Regions from separate parts of the Sus scrofa genome. Here region 1 is linked to region 2. The links are chromatin contacts, called in public HiChIP or PLAC-seq maps. All regions are on one chromosome and are shown on one strand. Each heading gives the region's core, a stretch centred on a gene start, on an enhancer-like site or on the middle of the called end of the contact. The rest is flanking DNA. Distances are from core to core; before and after follow the strand shown.

The links. HiChIP or PLAC-seq counts read pairs in DNA pulled down with a chosen protein or histone mark.
Region 1: an H3K27ac HiChIP or PLAC-seq map of skeletal muscle shows a contact between it and region 2. The contact joins the promoter of NUP88 here to the promoter of DHX33 in region 2. A contact is called at or near these places in 1 of 5 promoter capture datasets (liver), 1 of 47 Hi-C or Micro-C datasets (epiblast stem cells) and 2 of 2 datasets of contacts at active chromatin or transcription factors (alveolar macrophages and skeletal muscle).

What each region holds. Positions count from the first base shown.
Region 1 is chr12:51,559,737-51,565,314 of Sscrofa11.1, reverse strand. It overlaps NUP88 (nuclear pore complex protein Nup88), which reads right to left and starts at 2,860. Exons shown (of 17, transcript XM_021067743.1): 1 at 2,081-2,860. The coding sequence starts at 2,371. It overlaps RPAIN (RPA-interacting protein), which reads left to right and starts at 2,897. Exons shown (of 7, transcript XM_021067747.1): 1 at 2,897-3,057; 2 at 4,480-4,650. The coding sequence starts at 2,977.
Region 2 is chr12:51,523,163-51,528,552 of Sscrofa11.1, reverse strand. DHX33 (putative ATP-dependent RNA helicase DHX33) reads right to left here and starts at 1,482. Exons shown (of 13, transcript XM_021067729.1): 1 at 1,051-1,482. The coding sequence starts at 1,327. DERL2 (derlin-2) reads right to left here. Exons shown (of 7, transcript XM_021067723.1): 7 at 3,754-5,390.

The DNA.
Region 1 (5,578 bases), core at 1,611-4,110, 35 kb before region 2:
AATCTAACCACCATAGGTCACTTGTGATAATCATAGTATTTGGTGGTTTTTGAGGTCTTTTTTTTTTTTTCAGCCACACCTGCGGCATATGGAAGTTCCTGGGCCAGGGATCAAACCTGTGTTGCAACAGAGACAATGCCGGATCATTAACCCACTGCATCACACCAGGAACTCCTGATTTGGTTTGATTTTAAAAGTCATCACCCATGTTTTTGTTTCATTTACAGCTGCAACTCATGTTAAGTTGCTTTCTTGCCTATCTCTGAGTTTCTGAGATTCTAGAGGACTGAAAGTTATTCAGATAGTCATCAATATGTACTGAGAGCTTGTATGTTCCAGGTACACTGAAGTACTGGGGACACAAAAATAAGTAAGGCAGACATTGTCCTTGCCTTCGTGCTTACAATCTAGAAAAGAATTCATACAATGAACAAGTATATATAATTTAATCATGACAGTGCTAAATTCTGCACAGCAATATAAGGTGCTATTTTGTGTGTGTGTGTGTGTGTGTTTTAAGTGTGTACATTTTATCTATCTATCTATTTTTGGCCACAGCATGCAGCAGTTTGAGGTGGGATGTCAGTTCCCAGACCAGGGACTGACCACGTGGTGAAAGTGCCAAATCCTACCCACCAGACCACCAGAGAACTCCCAAGGGTGCTATTTTGATACTGTGTGCTGAGCATCTAACAATTACACTTATAAACTGAAATTTTAGGGCGTTCCTGTTGTGGCTCAGCAGAAACCAATATGACTAGTATCCATGAGGACTCAAGTTTGATCCCTGGCCTTGCTCAGCGGGCTAAGGATCCGGTGTTGCCGTGAACTGTGGTGTAGGTCAACAGACACGGCTCAGATTTGGCACGGCTGTGGCATAGGCCAGCAGCTACAGCTCCGATTGGACCCCTAACCTGGGAACTTCCATATGACTCAGGTGTGGCCCTAAAAAAACAATAAATAAATAAATAAAAATAAACTGAAATTTTAGAATAAGTAGATTGTAGGCTTGTGATCTATTTTCAAAACTGCAGAAACACTGTTAGCACCTTATTCAAATCATTTCTCATCATAAGAATCAAACAACAGCACACAATAGATGCCATGTGTTAAAATGGATGCCAGGTTTTTCTTGTTTTTTTTTTTTTTTTCTTTTTACTGCTGCACCTGCGGCATATCGAAGTTCCTGGGCCAGGGGTCAATCAGAGCTGCAGCTGCAGCCTGTGCCATAGCCTTGGCAACACCAGAGCGGAGCCCCATCTGCAACTGAGGCCAAAACTTGCGGCAATGCTGAATCCTTAACCCACTGAGCAAGGCCAGGGATCGAACCTGCATCCTTACAGAGACAACCAGGGGTCCTTAACCTGCTGAGCCACCACAGGAACTCCTGTTTATTTTTTCAACTGTTAAAAGACAAGAATCAGTTTATTATAAATAAACACTCCCATAAAGCAATGTTTGATGATCACAAGAGCCCTGGGAGATTTTCTGATCACAGCTACTTTCACATGCTGTTGGCTTCTCAAAAACAAGCAAAAAATCCTCTTCATCTCTAGGGTTGGCCTAATTTCTTGAAAGAATTAAGAGGGTTTTCCTCCTCCACCTCAGGCGCCAAACTTGATGCTCACAACAACCCCAAGAGAAAGACAGGACGTCCCTGCCCTATTAGGAGTGTGACGTCAGGAAATAGGTTCTCAGGAGCCACTAAAAATAGCACGTGCACCCACTTAACCCTGCTTTGTTTTTCTTCAGACATCCTGCATCTACATTTTATTGTTAATCCACCGTCCTTCCCTTCCTCCCAGACCTCTTGAGCGCATAAGTTCTTGTAAGTGTCCCGCACATTGTCAATGAATACTTGTCAAAGGAGTGAAATACGGGACGAGAGTCTCCAAAAGATTCTGTGGCCACACTGAGGCGAATGAAAATAAAAGACTTTCCCACTCGTTGCTGGACGCCCCCCAAAAGGACGTCTGTAGCACCCCTCCCAGCAGATAAAAAACAGCCAGGATAGGAAAAGAACGAAAAAGCTAGTTCGGAGCCCAGCTGAGGTTCTTTTCCAAGATCAGCCTGGTCGTACCTGGTACTGAGAAAGGGAGGGCTCCTCGCCCGCGCCGCTGAGGCTCCGAAGGCGAACGACTAAGAAACAGCTGCCTTCTCCGTCCCACAGGAAGAGCTCTCCGCCGAGGCCTAAGACCAGGTTTCTTGTCAGCAATGGCGGCGACGAGGACAATGATGAAGAAGCCGGCTTCTCCACTTCGGCTGGGCTCTGGTTTTTCAGTCCCTCCCGGAGCCGCAAGAACACGGCGTGATTAGGAAGCCAGGTCTGCCACACCTCGCCGTCGCCCGTAGCTCCTTCGACCGCCGCCATCTCAGCCCAACAGCTCGCCTCTGCTCAGTTGGTCAGGCCGCCGCTGAGAGCAGCCAATCCGCGCCTAGCTGCCTACCGCTTCAGCCAATCATCGAGCAGGCATCCCGGAAGCTGGAAACAGAGCTAGGGGGTGGGGCGAAGGCGAGGCCAGCCCATCAGGCGGCAGCATTGGCCAAAGGAAAGCCAATCGCCAGTTCAGCATTTCTTCTGAAGCCAAAGGAGGCGGGATGAGGTCAACTGAACCTTGCGGGCATAAAGCAAGCTTTGGGGGTGTGGCAGTCTAGAGCCGGGGGTGGAGCCTGAGACATGTGTATCTTATTGCTTATTGGACACCCCCACCAGGATAAACCTAGACATCCAAAACCTCCCCTCAAGGCTTACCTCTCCTAAAGTAGTCCAGATTGGGTAGCCCTCACAAATGTCACTACTTCCGTCACCCATCTTGGGTTTGCCTAAATCTGTAAAGGAATGGGGCTGGCCCGAAGGACAATGCCTCCCAGAATTCCCCGCGACCTGGTGCGGCGGGCACCCGGAAACTGCAACTCCCAGGATTCTGCGCGCTCTCCGCGGCTGGGCTTTCTGGCGGCGACTCCCGGGAAAAGCAAATGGCAGAGGCGTCAGGGTCTCGGCACCGCTCTCTGTATAAACTGGTGGGCTCGCCGCCTTGGAAGGCGGCTTTTAGGCAGGTGAGTGTGGGATATGGGAAGCCTTGGCCGAGCCGTTGTCACCTCCTTAGTCCGTCCCGGGAACCGGTCTCCTCCGTGACTTCTCTCAGCAGATGAGGCAGGTGTCTTGGGGGGTGGACCTGGCACTTGGGCCTCCTACCTGTAGTCCAGTCACTTCCTAGAGTTTCTGGACCCCTCGGTGTGGGATTAGCCTGGACTGGTCTAGTCCCAAGAAGCCTTCCTTTTGGATTCGGGTTTGTTTTCAGTGTGAGCTGTGGTCCACCTCTACACCTCTTCAGTGACACCACCGCTGTTGTCGGGTGGGAGGACACCAGAGAGGCACCTTGTATACTCACCGCATGCGAGACCTTATGTCTATGCCAGAGAGGAAGAGAATAATTAGATATTATTTCCAATTCCGGAAATTATTTCTCTATTTCAAACTTTTTGAGCCTCCATGACTAAGGCTTTGTAGAGCTGTAGCCTGCAGTCAGTCCTGACCTATTCTGAACTCAGCCTGGTTCTTGTAAGTACTATGGCCTGTCTTTCCAGAATCTCTGAAATAATGGATATGTTCCAGAGAAATAATCTGATGCTAGAATTGCCTGGTTTTGTTTGTTTGTTTGTTTGTCTTTTTGCCTTTTCTAGGGCCGCTCCCGTGGCATTTGGAGGTTCCCAGGCTAGGGGTCTAATCGCAGCTGTAGCCACCAGCCTACACCAGAGCCACAGCAACGCAGGATCCGAGCCGTGTCTGTGACCTACACCACAGCTCACGGCAACACCGGATCCTTAACCCACTGAGCAAGGCCAGGGATCAAACCTGCAACCTCATGGTTCCTAGTCGGATTCATTAACCACTGCGCCAGGATGGGAACTCCTAGAAATGACTGTTGACAGCAGCATTTCTCACCCTTGGCTCTTGACGTTTTGAAGAAATTGGCGCTTTGTTATGGGAGGCTGTTTCAGGATTGTAGAATGATTAGCAGCCTTCCTGGCCTCTTCCTACTAGATATCAATAGCCCTACAACTAGCCCTGTGACAACCAAAAATGGCTCCAGGTGTTGCCGTATGTCCCCTAGGAGACAAGATTGCTCAAAGGTGAAAAACGGAGGCGACCACCAGAGCCATATCTAGAGGAGCAGGAATTTGGAAGCAGCCTAACTTTTCTAATGGCACAGTGGATACTGAGCTGTTATCACCCAGCCAGTAAGGAAGCTGGAACTGAAGATAGACTATGAAATATGTTGGTCTAGAAATACATTACCAAGCATTGTAATTTCACCCACTATATGTGGATCTGGAGGACGGTACCAAAATAACAGTAGTCAGAATTATAGTTGAAATTTTGTGTCTAGAAATTTCCTTTAATGTTTTAATAACTTATCTAAGAGGTTGTTTTTTAATGGAATTGCCCCCCCCATCCCTTCTTTATTCTTCTCCAAGGGATGCCTGGAGAGAATGAGAAACAGCCGGGACAGGCTCCTGAACAGATATCGCCAGACTGGAAGCAGTATGTCAGGGGGAGCTCGAAATAGCCTTCTGGTGCAGGAGGTGATGGAAGAAGAGTGGAATGCTTTGCAGTCGGCGAAGAGCTGGCCAGGAGCCTTGGCACAGGTCAGGCTGGGTTATGTGTTCTTAGGGAAGGTGTTCTAGCACCAGGATTGCCTAGTCTCCTCTCTCTGCCTATGTCCCCAAGTCCTCTAAACCCCATCCACCTTCTGGCCCCCAATCAAGTTTCTAATGGCCTTTGACCCAGGCTCTTCTACCTTTAATGTTAGACTCTTCTAGATTAATTAATGGCTCATAAACACCAGACTGTCAATCTGCTGCGTTGTTGCATCATAATCACTCATGAAACTAAAAGGAAGGAAGTTTTACTCTTTAGCTCCACCCCTGGAAATTTTGATTCAGTAGGTGGGGGTAGGAATCTCTTTGTAAAGGATCTCCAGGAACTTTCTGATTCTAATCTCAGCCACAGCTGGGAGCTAGGTGTAGAGAGGAAGCGTTTACCATGTGTCAGGAAGACTATTGGATTGGAAGTCAGCAGTTCTGGAATTTTGATTCTTGTTTTGTTATTGACTCTTTTTTTTTTTGGACTAAAAAGTGGCATATGGAAATTCCCAGGATAAGGGTCTAATCGGAACTGCAGCCGCCAGCCTGCACCACAGCTATAGCAATGCCAGACCTGAGCCACGTCTGCGACCTACGCCACAATTCATGGCTCATCACCAGATCCTTAACCCACTGAGCGAGGCCGGGGATTGAACCCACATCCTCATGGATACTAGTCGTGTTCGTTTCTGCTTCACCATGATGGGAACTCCTCACTATTGACGCTAACTCTGCCTCTTTAAGCTTTAGTTTTCAAGTTTGTAAGATGAAGAAGATAGTGTTGTCATTATTGTAGGACAACATAAAAAGCATGTGGGAAACTGCTTTGAAAACATCAAGGGCTGCTATGAAAATGCATTATTTTGTGCTTTCTATGTGCCCCTCATCATGCAAAATGTTTGAGTTAACATAATCTCAATTAATGATCACA
Region 2 (5,390 bases), core at 233-2,732:
AAGTTAAGCCCTCAAATGCGATCTCCTTCCACCTCCCCCAAGCCTTTCTGCAGCCACCCCCATTCTGACCTCCCTTCTTCAGCTCCCTCATCCTCTTGGGCATCCCTCCTCCTAGTCCAGGCCAGCTCTGCACCCGGCCTTGTGGCCAAGTGCTCCTCTTCCTGCCCCCACCCCCTGCTCTAATAGTGCCCACCTTCCATCCTTGGCCTCCGTCTCTACTGAGTTCTTCCCCTCAACCTGTGAATACTTGCAAGCTCCTCTAGGTCCCCCTCTTTTTTCTCCAAACAGATGTCGGCTCCCACTATCTTCAGATCCTCACCCCTTACTTACTCCTCAGCCCAGTAAGAAATCAGCTCCCACCCTGACAGCTCTGCTGAAATAGAGCTCAAATGGACCCCTGAACCATACGTTGCATCCAATCCAGCAGGCATCTTTCTGGTTCCGTATTTACTGGACCTCATTGGTGCGTCTGTTTCCTCCCTTCTTACAACTCCATCCTTAGACTATCACCTCTCCTGGGTCTCCTTCCCCTCTTCGAAAACTCATCCTCTCGGTCTTTCAGGAGCTCCTCTTACTTAAATGTTGGGATCGAAGCTCCTTACGAAGTCCCCTGCCCTCAACTCTGCCTCTTACTTTGTGCACCAGAAACAACTGCTTGCGTTAGATAGGGCCCTTTCTCACCTCCACTTAAGTCTCTCATGCTGCAGGCCCTCTCCCCTGTGTCCATCGCCTTCTGGGGACCACCTCCCCAGCCATCCCTCCCTGAGTAATCCACTCCTCTCAGCTCTCGAAGTGTCCGCTGCGCCCCTGTACCCTTTCACAGGGAAGGTGAGTCTTTGCCTAACGGGTGGGTCACTTGCCCTGGCTGTGAGAGCCTCCAGAGAGGGGCTGTCCGACTCTCCTCCGAGGCCCTCGCCTGGCCCCCGCACAGAAAAGGCCGTCAAGTTTGTTGTAGAAACTAATGAAAGACGGCGATAGGCATCTAAGAAAAGCTGTTTTCGAGAAGCCGGAACAGGTAACGAGGAAGGACCCGCCGGCGCGGTCACTCACCGATGAGGATAGCGCTGTCCAGGTTTCGGAGCTGGGCCAACAGCTGCCCCCGCGCCTGGAAGATGGGCAGACTCCGGCGCTGCTGCTCCACGGCCTCAGGGTAGGGGCTGGTCGAGGGGTGGGCCAGGGCCGGCTGCTGCCTCCTGCCTCCTCCGCTGCCGCCCGCATTCAGCAGCATCACTACTCGCCGCCCGGGAGGGCAGGGCCGGGCGCGGCTCGGAGGCCCAGCGCCCGGCCGGAATCTCTTGGCCGGGGGGCAATCCGCCTCCTCGGGCATGTCGGGAGGGCACCCGGACGGGAGACGCGAGGGCGGGCAGCCCCTGCCGCTCCCGGGAGCAGACAGCTAGCGCGCGCCGCCCCTTCCCGCCACGTGCTGGCGGTTCCAGCCACCCAGCTGATCTCAGCGCCGCCACCCGGAGTCTTTAGTAAGGAGACTCCAAGTCCCAGCATGCACTGGCAGGGGAGCCAGGCTTTCACTTCCTGAGAGAGGGCAGAGCAGGCCCGGGGTACGACCGGGGAAAAAGGCCCGGAGCGACAACGAAGAAAGATAAGATATGTGGTTCCGAGAGACCTTAACTTTGGATAGCCACCACGGTTTTCTTCACTGTTTTAGTGTCCTGCTAACACTATTTTTCCCCCCAGTAAATGCACGTTTCCCTCTCTCTGCCACGATAGTACTGGCTCTTCAAGGAACATATTTAATTTGGTAAAATTAGTGAGGAACACACAAACATTTGCATTAATCTTCCCAACAGTTGCTCTCCCCAGTTTACAGATGAAGAAACTGAGTCTCCAAGATCAGTCATTCAGGTGTCACAAAATCTGAATTTTGAAAGAGACATTGGTGGTCATCTCGTGTTACAGAAGAAAAAAAGAAATATGACATATTCTATGACAATCATACATTCTCCTTAGAAAGTGACTATTCCAATGGAAGTGGTCTGTTCCTGTAATACAAGCAGGGAAAAGGGGAGTCTGACGAAACTAAACATTTTCCTTTACTCTTTCTTTCCCCAACTATTGCTGCCAGACTCTCAAGTCCTTTACAGGGCTCCCAGTCCCATCACAGACACAGAAATCAGTGAAAAGATTCAGAACCCCAGTTGGGAAAACAGGATATAATTAGTTCCTCTTTCAAATTTCTTAGAGGATTTGATGATTTGCCAGTGGAAAGACTGGCAAGCAGCTGTTTGCTCTACATACAGGAAAAGGGATTTCCAGATAATTCATCGAAAGCTTCAACCCATGTGAAGGACACCAACTTCTGCAGTTTATTTCCACGAGGCTTGCCCTATTTGTGAAACTGTTAAAAATCCTCCCTCTCTCTTCCAGATCAGAGGTTATTTTCCTCTAGTGATCAGGGGTTACTGGAAATGTATGTGTTGAACTAGCAGATACATATTTAAGAATAAGTTGACAAAATTCCACTTACTTCCCCTAAATATTAATTTAGAAAGTCAATTCGAAATTAAAAAGGACACTATCGGTTTGTCTTTTCAGGCTGCTATTGCAGCATACCACATACTGGGTGGCTTATCAAAAGTGGATTGCTTATAGTTCTGAAGGTGCCAGCATGGTTGACTTCTGGTGAGGGCCCTCTTCCTGGTTCATTGCTGCTACTTCTTGTTGTGTCTTCACGTGATGAAAGGGGCTAGGACTCTCTCTGGAGGTTTTTTATAAGGCAGTAATCCCATTCACGAGGGTTCCAGCTCATGACTCAAGGACCTCCCAAAGGCCTCACTTCCTAATACCCTCCCATCAGGCATTCGGATTTCAGCATGAACTTGCGGGGAGGGAGGCACAAACATTCAGACCATTTCAATGTCTAAAATGTTAACTCTCAAGTTATAGACCTTGAGTTTATAAAAGACAGACTCAGTCTTTTTTTTTCTCAGGGTGCTTTTAGAGTAACTTGATGGAAGAGACATATGCTTCCAGTGATTATGAGAGTACCAAGTAGGTAATATAAATTCATTAAATAGTCTTGATAGAGTACAGGTCCTGTCTCTAGAAACAGCCATGAGTCATCTCTAGGCAACAGCTGCTACTCAGGCCTGATATTGCCAGGTCTCCAGGTTTTTTGTTACAGAAAAACCCCAAATGAAGATTTTCATGTGAAATCTGTTTTAAATATTGGCTCACTCTAATTTAAAAAAACAAAAACATGGTGCAGGCAAAATAAACCACATGTATAGGTAATTCATTTGTAATCGCTGGCCTAATGACCCAGCGATCCTGCAGCCTCAAAACTAAGTGGAAGAACGAGTTGAAAAACAAAATCCTATATTGGCATCCGTGTTAAAAGATATCACCCCCTCCCCCCATTTGCTTATATTCTTGATCCGACAGCCTCTGTTCCCTCCAAAAAAATCTCTTGTGGTTAAGGGGCTTTCACATGCAGATGGTCATAAGTCAATAGCTGTACAAGGAGTATCTGGGCTCTTATTCCAAAAGGTGAGCTGTCAGACACACCTCATTCTTACCTGCTCTGCAATGGTCTGAGGACTTAACTATCTGTTCTTACCATGACCGTACTAGCTGGTGGTCATGGTTGGCTGGTTTGTCTGACCACCAAACCCCCATCCTGGTTCAAGTTCAGTTTTGCTTCGTCCAACTTTGAGACAGCAAAAAGCCTCAGCAACAAGATACAAGCTTGTGTGCACACACATTCATCCTTCTACAATTAAACATACCAGATAATAGTTTGCTGATCAATAAACAAAGTATTTATTCAGCACCCATGTGCCAAGCACTGTGCTAGGCACTGTGGTGGATACAAAAATTTAAGACATGGTCCCTGCCCGTAAGGAGCTTACATTCTCATGAAGGAGACAAGACTAACATACAGGTACCAGCTCCGAACAATACAACGTGTCATTTGGTGTAAGAGTATGTTGTACAGACTCAAAATTGTAATAGGACTCGAAGAAGATAGACAATGAAGCAGGCCCTAGAGTCCAGGTTTCTTGAGAAGCCAGGAATGGGGCCAGGTCTTGAAGGACTGAAGAGAATTAAACTGAGGTCTTCGTTAGGTGGAAGAGGAAGCAACATTCAGAGAAAGACCAAAAGTACGCATTTGATATGGGGGCTTACTAAGAAGTTAGTGTGGATTTCTGAGCAGAGAAGTGACTTGACTACACAAAGTTCAACACAGTTAATGCAGACTTAATGAAATATGTAAGTAGTTTAGGGGACACCCCACAGATCATGGAAAATGATGGCAGTATTGCGGCTAACAACACAAATGGCACTTACCTGTCAAGGGAAAACACAGCCATGACATAAAACGCAGACTATCAAGGATAGATGACAATTCTAGCAAGCCCTTACCCAACATGCCAATAGTTCCTACTTTTCATAGGTAGGCCCCAGAGACAGAGTGAACATTGTATTACCCATATCCAGGACTTGGGTGCTCTCTGCTTAGAGAAACTACACAAGAGGCATGAAAGATTATTAGGACATATAGGAGTAACCCAGGAAAAGAACAAATGGAAGAGAGAAACAAAGAGAAATCCATAGTGGGAAAAAAACCACACACATACCAAAATGTATAAAGTGTATCTCCTATGGAGATGAAATTTGCACGTCCATTTTTAATTTTTTTTTAAATGAACGTATATATTTCTACAACAACAACAAAAGCTTTGCCTTAGGCAGGTGTGCTTTTCAGTATTATTGGTAGAATCCGGGAGACCCTTAAATTCTATGTATGTCATGTAAATTGGTCAAAAAATTCCAGGTAGCAAATACCACTTTTCAGGTGACTTGCATTAAGAAAAGGAAGAGTATTTTGGAAGAACAAGATTGAGAGGTACGCCAGGGAAGAAGTGAGAACTTTCCCCTATGCCCAGGCGAGCCTAGGTGGCCTCCTGAGCAACACAAGGCCAGGGAGGGTGGTAGAGGGACTGGCCACACAGATCAGGAGGCCAGTGACCACTGCCTGGGACACAGTGTAGTAGCACAGCCTGGCATCCTGCCACCAGCAAATCTCATCCCGTAAAATCAGAGACCCAAATCCCCTGTGTTCGGACCATAAGTTCCAAATGTGTTTCCTGTTCTACCCAGTCATTAATATGTTCAGACATTCCCTACTTAAATGAACAGCCAGTGAAGAGATTTTAGGATTAAAATCTGACCACAAAAATTCCATGAATTGGTTAACTCCAAGTTAACTAAGGGAAAACAAATAGAACAAATAGAAACCTATTTCTAGCTCCCAAACAGTTTTAAAAAACCTAATTAAACTCAAGCTTTCTTAAAGACAAAACTGAAGAATCCCATAAGGATTATACATTCTAAGATTGGCATTTAAAGATTTTTTTTTTAAACCACTTAGA